Linked DNA regions of Mus musculus: all the other regions are linked to region 2. The links are chromatin contacts, called in public HiCAR-type and promoter capture Hi-C maps. All regions are on one chromosome and are shown on one strand. Each heading gives the region's core, a stretch centred on a gene start, on an enhancer-like site or on the middle of the called end of the contact. The rest is flanking DNA. Distances are from core to core; before and after follow the strand shown.

Evidence for each region. Promoter capture Hi-C pulls out the DNA fragments that hold promoters and counts their contacts. HiCAR-type assays count read pairs that join an accessible place to other places.
Region 1: a HiCAR-type map of astrocytes shows a contact between it and region 2, with 3 times the contacts expected there. The contact joins the promoter of Abcb7 here to the promoter of Magee2 in region 2. A contact is called at or near these places in 4 of 39 promoter capture datasets (cranial neural crest, embryonic stem cells, hippocampal neurons and 1 more), 1 of 484 Hi-C or Micro-C datasets (LSK cells) and 3 of 115 datasets of contacts at active chromatin or transcription factors (astrocytes, embryonic stem cells and stem cell-derived neural progenitor cells).
Region 3: a contact with region 2 is called in a promoter capture Hi-C map of hippocampal neurons, with 5 times the contacts expected there. The contact joins the promoter of Uprt here to the promoter of Magee2 in region 2. A contact is called at or near these places in 9 of 39 promoter capture datasets (cranial neural crest, embryonic stem cells, frontonasal cranial neural crest and 6 more), 5 of 115 datasets of contacts at active chromatin or transcription factors (astrocytes, embryonic forebrain, embryonic stem cells and 1 more) and 1 of 9 other capture datasets (embryonic stem cells).

What each region holds. Positions count from the first base shown.
Region 1 is chrX:104,412,134-104,415,134 of GRCm38.p6, reverse strand. Abcb7 (ATP-binding cassette, sub-family B (MDR/TAP), member 7) reads left to right here and starts at 1,289. Exons shown (of 16, transcript NM_009592.1): 1 at 1,289-1,478. The coding sequence starts at 1,311.
Region 2 is chrX:104,855,546-104,858,612 of GRCm38.p6, reverse strand. Magee2 (melanoma antigen, family E, 2) reads left to right here and starts at 1,346. Exons shown (of 1, transcript NM_053206.2): 1 at 1,346-3,067. The coding sequence starts at 1,570.
Region 3 is chrX:104,481,120-104,484,079 of GRCm38.p6, reverse strand. It overlaps Uprt (uracil phosphoribosyltransferase), which reads right to left and starts at 1,277. Exons shown (of 7, transcript NM_001081189.3): 1 at 731-1,277. The coding sequence starts at 1,119.

The sequences.
Region 1 (3,001 bases), core at 40-2,539, 440 kb after region 2:
AATTCCTTCTTTTCATATAGCCATCTTCTTTACATGTATGGAGGGATAGTCAGCCTCTTTAATCTGAAATTCTAATTATCTTCTTCCCCAGAAACCTGGTGAGTGATATGGATCTCAGAAGAAAGTGAAGCTAGCTGCATGGGCCATATATATCTTTTGTCTTTTGTCATGACATCTCTCATTAGTTTATAATGCTTCTACAGAATTAATTCAAGATTACTTACCTGCCTTGTGTAAAAGGTTTGAAAATGAGCCTGGTGTAGTTATGCCTGCTTTTAATTCCAGCAATCCAGAGGCAAGGACAGGGGGACATTGGAATTTGAGGCTAGCCTGGTTTGCATAGCAAGTTCCAAGTTCCACAGTAGCCAGGCCTTTATAAAGAGAAGGGAGAGAGAGAGAGAGAAAGAGAGAGAGTGGGAGAGAGAGAGGGAGAGAGAGAGAGAGAGAGAAGTGTTTAAGGAGAGATTTTTGAGAATGCATTAATGAAATTGTACCTTCTTGACTCCAGGTTTTCAAGTAGCATTTATATTTGGAAATTGTTTCCCACCCAGATACTTGTAAACATATTTCCATGGTATTTGGTTTGATTATAGTGCTGACAAAATAATACAAATGTGTCTTTAAATATGCAGTTTACTATATAACATGTTCACTTACCATCCACCTAGCAGTTTTTAAATAAGGGACTCTGAAGAAACCAAAGGGAAGAGCTACAAGGAGGCAAATTAATGGAATGAAATATGTGTGTACCCCGAGAGCTCCTTGTCCCAACAGCAAAAGACCAAAGGCAAATCAGGAAAATAAAAGGTTTTACAATGAAGGCGGCGACTCTCACTTGTGAAGCCTTCTCCAGGGGAAAACTTGTCTGTACTTTAATCCTCAACGTTAATGCACAGGGAGAATGAGAGTTATGCAGAGTGGAGCATGGCATTGAGTTGGAGACAAGAAAGGAATCGAATGGCAGACAAGATAGGGTTGTCATATTTACCAAAGCAACACTTGGGACATAATTATCCCAATCATTTGTTTTTTATCTGAAATAACATTTAAGTGGGTAATCCTGTATTTTATCTGGCAACGCTAAGAGAGAAGAACAATGGTAGTCTGATGGTCTGGGCTGTGCAAGAAAAAGCCCGAGTCACTGGGGGGAAAAAGAGTAAAGCTCTACTTAAGCACAAGCATCTTCAGACACAAGCTATTTCCGGTGTCGGGCGCGAGCGGGGGGAGGGGAGAAAGCAATGAAAGCCGCGGCACTCAGTCCGCCGGCGTCCCACAATCCTCCTCTCTCGGTTCCTTTTTCCTCGCTCAAGATGGCGCTGCTCGCGATACATTCCTGGCGCTGGGCAGCCGCGGCGGTCGCTTTCGAAAAGCACAAGCATTCGGCAGTTCTGACCCGGGCTCTAGTCTCCATGTGCGGCTCAGGCCCGCGATGGAGTTCGTCCCAGCGCGGCGCGTCAGGAAGCGCTCGGCTGTCCCAGGTGTGTGGCCGCGCGCTTGGGAGAGCAGGGTGAAGGACAGGGGAACCTGGTAGGGAAAGGGTTGCCCTTGTGACCTCAGGTCAGAGGGAGCGCGCCTAAGGAAGATTGTCAGGGCGAGCTCAAGAGTGGCGGCGAGGGTAGGAAGTTAGGGTTAGGAATTGGAGGCGGAGAGGAAGAACACGTTTGGGGACAGCAGAGAGCCGGGAGGTTTCAGGCACGGGGCACCTGCAGTGCCGGCGTCCTGTAGGGCTTTGCCGCTTGTTTTCTAAGTGGGTGGCAGACGGGGCTGCTTCCAAAAGTTCCTCGTGGAATTTGGTGCTGAGCGGCCCGTGCTTCAGAGTGTACTAAAGCGGGAGTATGCAATTGCGAGTGCACTTCAACAGGACAGAACGCCACCTATAAACAAGTAGCACATTTAATTGGTACGTTAACTCCCTCAACTGACAGGCGAGCTCCCTCGGAGGCAAAAACCATAATTATCCTTTTCTCCAAAATGTACACTGCTCGAAGACAGACGCTTTGTTATCTTTTGCTATGACTATTCAATTACGTTCTTTGTGCATTCCCTTAGTGTGGCAGTGATTATGCTACCTTGGAATATTGGCTACCATTAGCTCATTCAATAAGAGTTTGTTTTAAAAAATCGTCTGTGGTACTTGTACTTCAGTTTGTGGTTTTTTTTCCTCATATATTGGCAATATTTTAATTGCCACCACGTGTTCGTCAGTATAACCTTAACATACTGTCATTTTTGTTTGGAAAGCAGTTTCTTAAATTATGACTCCCTGTCAACAAATATTTAATGTCTACTACTACTATAATCATAAACACTGTTTAGATAACAGAAGTCAAGAGAAGCATACAGTTAGGCCTTCAAGGGTTGAGGTTTGGTTTGGTTTTTACAGACAAGGTCTTGTTTTGTAGTCTCGTTAGGCCTTGAGTGTGTGATCCTCCTGCTTCAGCCTACCGAGTACTGGGATGACAGGCATAAAGTGACAAGGATTGTACAATTTTTAAAATTGAAAAATATTTGAAATCGACAAATAATTGTGTATATTTGTGGAGTGTGGTGTGATATTTAATACATGGATGTAAGTGATCAGTTTAGAGTAATTGGCATAGTTTGCATCCTGAACACTTGTTATTAGTATAGAGAATAATATTTTAGAGATGGAAAGAGTCTGTACTATAATGCTATGGAATGTCAGTGATTAGATCAGCACTTTTTTTTTTCTTTTAGGTGAAATAAAGTAATATAGAAAAGAAACTCTAGGTTTTTCGGATATTAAGGGATGAATAGTTTTGTGAACTTTTGTTCACATATTCCCTATAATGTGATTACTGAGATGGGCTATGAAATGTATTTTTTTTTTTGCATTATGCTCTAGATTCATAGCCACTCGCTTGTTGCGGCCATTAAAATTAAAAAAAAAAAATAGTTTCTTCGGCCTATTAGCCACATTCCAGGTTTTTAATAGCCAGGTGTGGCTGGGATGTGTTGACAACATAGCTAAAGCTGTTGA
Region 2 (3,067 bases), core at 97-2,596:
CATGGGTGCATGTCAGTGAGTGGCCTCTGAAGGAATTTCAGGGCAGTGGATCACTGAATGTAAAACAGTAACCATTACCATCAAGAATGTGGAAGGACTTCAAATGTGGCTGCAGATGACAATCTGACATATTTTTTCTTCCTTCCTTCCTTTCATTGAATTCCTGGATTACAACTGAGCTTTTAGCCTAACTACTGTGGCAGCACTCCAAGAAAATAGAGCAACCCAACTTTCTTCCTGGCCAGAGTGTTTGGACTATGGGTCAGTCCTCAAATACACATGTACAAACCTACTCTTGTGTGCAGCCCTAAACAGTTCTGACATACAGGGAAAAAGCCAGTCCTTCCTGTTTAGCCACCTCTGTCCTTGTCTCCCACCCATACTCTAGCCGACATGGATAACTGGCAGTTACACACCCTCATACTTTATTCTCATACTTCTGGACCTTTCTTGATGTTACCAAACGCTACAACACCCTTGCAAAGCATGAACTCTTCCCATTCCTCTGATCACTTAGAGCTCAGCTCCTCTGACTCTTTTTCAGCAACTACCTCCAATCCAAGACACTTCAGACAAAACTGACATTCACTACTTCTGTGTTTGTGCTATATGTAAATTGACTTGTGCTGGTTTCCATCAATTTTATCTGAGACGCGTTTATAAAATAGAACTAAGAACTCCTTGAAAGTCAGATGGTGTGATAGAAAAGTGCTTATGTTCTGGGCTCTGATAAAAGGATTCAAGCCGGATCTCTTTCCCTTGTAGCTGCCCGAGTTTTTACAGTCAAACTCACCTCCCTGTGCCAGTTTTCTCATCTTTAAGATGAACACCATTTAGACTAGTTAAGACTCAGTGATTTTAATATGAGAAAAGTGAAACACTAGGTCTGTTACCTAGTAAGGGCTAGATAAAGGGTTGGCGCGCATCACCACTGGTTGAAGGAACCCTAGAATGCATGGTCTGCAAGCTCCATATGGGAAGGAATAATCAATTTGTCCTCACAGCAATCAGTGATGCATCTCACAAATACAAAGCAGTGTGCCTGAAATGGGCATAGTCTCAAGAAATAATCTGTTTAGTTGGCGGAGGCCTTAATGACTCTACAATTATCATAAATACCGCCCCCATCCTCTATTAAGCCTTACCAAGGTGCTTAATACCTCGCAGAAAAACTAGAAAAACGTTCCCTTCCTCTAATTCTTCTACTTCATCTCCGTTGTTCCTTTGTGCGAATTTGATTCCCTAATAAGTTCGAACCCCACAGCAAGCCTGGCCTTTCAGTCAGTAGTGGGAGGGGGCGGGAGAGGAAGCCTGAGCGGGGCGTGGTCACCACATTGCAGAGCTTGAGTGCGCCTGCGTAGGATGCGGCAAAGCTAGGTGCTCTTAGGCTTTCCTTCATTGCTGGCTACTGCTTTTGTAAAAGGATCGCCTGTCTCGCCAGCTCTCACTTTCGAACCGCACAGCTCCTGAGTATCAGGCTTCGGCTCTGAGCTGAGCTGCCAACACACCTCAGATCCTCCCTGCGACGGATCGCTGACCTCCGCGTTCGCGTTCCTGTCTCCTGGAACCATGTCTCTGGTAAGCCAGAATGCGCGCCAAAGCAGCGCAGAGACTACCGCCGATTACAGCAACAGCCAGGGTGAAATGCAGGCTACTAATGCCTCCGGGCCTGCCACCTCCATGCTAGCCCTCGAAGCTCCCCAGGGCCCTGAGATTCCAAACGATCCACAGGGAGCCAGCGCTTCCCAGGCTGTGCGGGACCCGAGTGACATCGAGGTTCTCATCGACGAGCAGTCCCGACGTTTGGGGGCGCTCAGGGTCCACGACCCTCTTGAAGAGAGGTCGGTTGCTTTAGTGAATTTCATGCGCATGAAAAGCCAAAATGAGGGGTCTATCCGACAGTCAGAAATGCTGGAGTTTCTCAAAGAATACTCAGATCAGTTCCCTGAGATACTCAGACGAGCCTCAGCTCATCTGGATCGGGTCTTTGGGTTGAATCTGAGAGTCCTTGATCCTCAGATGGACACTTACAACCTAATCAGCAAACCAGGTCCCCAGACCACTGAACGGCTAGCAGAGACCCTGGACATACCAAAAGCGGGTCTCCTGGCCTTGGTCCTAGGCCATATTCTCTTGAATGGCAACCGGGCAAGAGAGGCCTCCATTTGGGACCTGCTGTTAAAGGTGGATGTGATAGATGGGTCTCAGAGGATCAACAACCAGTTTGGGAACACAAGAAACCTCCTTACTATTGACTTTGTCCATATGCGATTTTTGGAGTACTGGCCAGTATATGGCACTAATCCCCTTGAATTTGAGTTCCTGTGGGGCTCTAGAGCTCACAGTGAAATCACAAAGATGGAAGCCCTGAAGTTTGTAGCAGAGGCCCATGATGAAGAACCCTGGAGCTGGCCAGAAGAATATAACAAAGCTCTGGAAGCTGACAAAGCCAAAGAGAGAAGCCAGGCTGCTGGCTTAGAGTTCTGGTCAGAGGACACTATGAATGATAAAGCAAATGAATTGGTCCAGTTGGCCATTGGTGTCACTGAGGAGTTGCTGCCTATCCATCAGGATGAGCTATTTGCTAATACTGGCAAAGAATTCCAGGATGTGTTCCCAAATATCCTCAGCAGAGCCACTCTAATCCTTGATCTGTTTTATGGGTTCTCTCTGATTGAGGTTGATACCAGTGAGCACATCTACCTCCTTGTCCCCCAACCAGAATCAGAAGAAGAACAAGTAATGCTAGAGAGCCTGGGCAGACCCACCCAAGAATACTTGATGCCAATCCTGGGTTTGATCTTCCTGATGGGCAACCGTGTCAAAGAGGCCAAGATCTGGAACTTACTCCAGAGATTCAGTGTTGATGTAGGGAGGAAACATGCCATCACCTGTAAGCTAATGAGGCAACGCTACCTAGAATGCAGGCCGCTCTCCTACTCGAATCCAGTTGAATACGAGCTGCTCTGGGGTCCTCGGGCTCACCATGAAATCACCAAAATGAAAGCCTTGGAATATATGGCTAGGTTCTATGGAAAACAGCCACAGGACTGGCCAGAGCAATACA
Region 3 (2,960 bases), core at 28-2,527, 370 kb after region 2:
AAAGAAAGAGAAAGAAAAAAAGGAAAGATGGCAGCTATATTTCACTGTGGTACATAGCTATCCAAGAAAATCCATATTCCAAAATATTTTAACTTTTCAAGTTCTTGCTATACTGATTTGTGGGATTAGGAGGATCCAACTTGTTCTTAGGTTACCTTTGCTGTTAACTACATTCTGTAAGTTTTCAGTAAAACTGTCTTGATAAGAGTGGAATCATAAACTTTCTGGCAACCAGGTAAAGCTGAACTCCCAATCAGTAAACAAAATGGCAAACTGCAGGAGCAAATGCTGTTGAGTCAGAGGGCTGGCGGAGCACATCATTTCCCTTGAAATTGCTTTAGTTTTGTGAGCTTGGGCTGTCGGGGTGTTAATAACCACAGGCAGTAACCATTCCTGGGTTATACATTTACCACGTGGTCGGGAACTGAGCAGATGGCATAGGGGTGTGTACCTGCCTGGCACAGTAGAGGATTGGTCATGTTTAAGACAGACAAAGAGGCCGGAAGAGGCTGAAGGCTACCTAAAAGGTTTCCTTCCTAAACAAAGCAATGTTAACCGCAGCAACTAAGAAGGGGCCACAGAAGTGTCTCACTGACTCCCTCCCTACTCACAGGCCAAAGAAAGAGGCCTGGCTCTAATCCCCAAAGACCAGTGTGCCAAATGCAAACAGAAGCTTTTTACTTTCACCCTGCAGCCCTCCGCTCCCTTTTCCCTTCCGCTCTAAGCTTACTTGTCCCGGATGATAGTCTGAAGCTCCCGGATCTGATCATTCATAGGCAGCAACTTAAGCTGAGCCCCAATCTGTCGGGAGAGTTCACAGTCCCCTAGCAGGGAGTCGCCGCCGACAGGTGCATCGTAGTTGCCACTGTCACTACTGTCACTGTGGTTCTCAGAGTGAAGATTAGTGCTGCAGCAGGCCGGAGAGTCCCGCTCCGAAAGCACGCTAGAATGGGCGTGCCCAGGGAGGAGAGTCAGCTTAGCCATAGCAGCGTTATTTTCCTCTGCATGATCCAGGACCCGGTCCTCGGCTAGCAGATGCTCGGGACTTGGGCTAGAAGTAGAGTTTACTTGCCGATTGTGACAGGGCATGGAGTCCGGACGCTGTAACTCCGAGGCCATACACGGGGCCCCCGAGCTATCCCCGCTGCTATCAAACCCTAGGGATAAAGGGCAAGAAGAAAAGGATGCGGACACGTGCGTCCTCCTGGCCCCTGGCTCCTCCAAATCTCTAACCCTGGCTGCCCTCTCACCCCTAGGCCTCTACGGTCCTTTCGCACGCTTTGCCCATACCCGCCCACACCAGACGCACTGCCGGCTTAGACACCTTATTGGCCCATCTCTCTGCCAGTCTACAGCATGCTGGTTTGTTAACTCTTTTAAGTCTTTCCTGCTTGAGAGATTATCACAGTTGCTTGGCAGAGGTGGCTAAACCAGAGATATCCCTGGTTGCTGAGTCCTCAGAAAACCCCTAGGACTTCTTGCAATCAGAACTTTGGTAGAGCCAAGAAAAGATACGGGTGGATTACACATGTAAGGCACTGTTTTCTAACTTTCTGTCTTGGCAAAGAAAACATACTTGGGTAGTTGGCTGCATCTTCAAGCTAATGGCTTATCTGTGTAACAGAAGAAGCAAAGTAAGAACAGCTAGCAGGCTGGCCTTTCTAGACTCTTCTACAAGATGTCATTTCGTGTGTGTGTGTGTGTGTGTGTGTGTGTGTGTGTGTGTGTGTGTGTGTGTTTGTGTGTGTGTGTATACAAATGTAAGGAATTTATTGAGCTTTCTGAATTTAAGATGACAAACAACAGCTTTTTTTTTCTTTCTGTATTGTTTTATTTTTATTAAGGCTTTTTTGTTTTGTTTTGTTTTGTTTTTTGTTTTTTGAGACAGGGTTTCTCTGTATCGCCCTGGCTGTCCTGGAACTCACTCTGTAGACCAGGTTGGCCTCGAACTCAGAAATCCGACTGCCTCTGCCTCCCGAGTGGGATTAAAGGCGTGTGCCACCACACCCGGCTTATTAAGGCTTTTTTATTAGATATTTTCTTCATTTACATTTCAAATGCTATCCCCAAAGTCCCCTATACCCTCCCCTTGCCCTGCTCCCCAACCCACCCACACCTGCTTCCTGGCCCTGGTATTCCCCTGTACTGGCAAGATGCCATTTCTTAAGTACGCTTGACCACTAAAATTTTTCTTACTGATACTGGTTGGGCACTGAATTGCACATGTTACTATGGCATAATTTTCATTACACTGTTTGTTCTCCCAAACAATACTTGGAAGGATGGCTTTTAAAAATGTTTAGGTACCCACCAAGAAAGTCTAGAATAATAATTTGCAAATGTCCATTGTATCAGAAAAATTGTAGAGCTTGTTACGATGCAGAGTTTTAACTTGACATGAAGGCACACATCTGTAATCCCCACACTTTGAAGGCTGACATGGAAGGATCAAGAGTTCAAAGCTAGCCTGAGTTATAAAGCAAGCTCTAGTCTCAAAAATAATTAAAATAAGCAATATTTGTTTGTGTCCTACTTCCAAGTCTATACATCACTATTTATCATTATAGTGTAGACATTTTAATGTCACTGCACAATCCCCACACTTTCGAAAGGTTGTACAGTCTTTTCACTTAACACATAATGCAAATTAAAGGGTCTCTGGGCTTAAAACTTGTATCTGTTAACTTCAAGTAGGCCAGAACAAATGTCTGTTTTGTCAATGAATACTCTTGAGGAATCCAATGAAGCCCAGTATTGTATCATGACCAAAGATAACCCAGCTCCAAAACTGTCCATTGTTTCATCATCCTGTGACCCTGTTTTCAATGCCATAGAACAATAAATTGAAACAGCACAAATGTCAGTCTGTCTTCTGTATTCGTATACTTTCTTTTTTTGTTTTTGTTTGTTTTGTTGTTGTTGTTGTTGTTGTTGTTTTGGTTTTTTTGAGACAGGGTTTC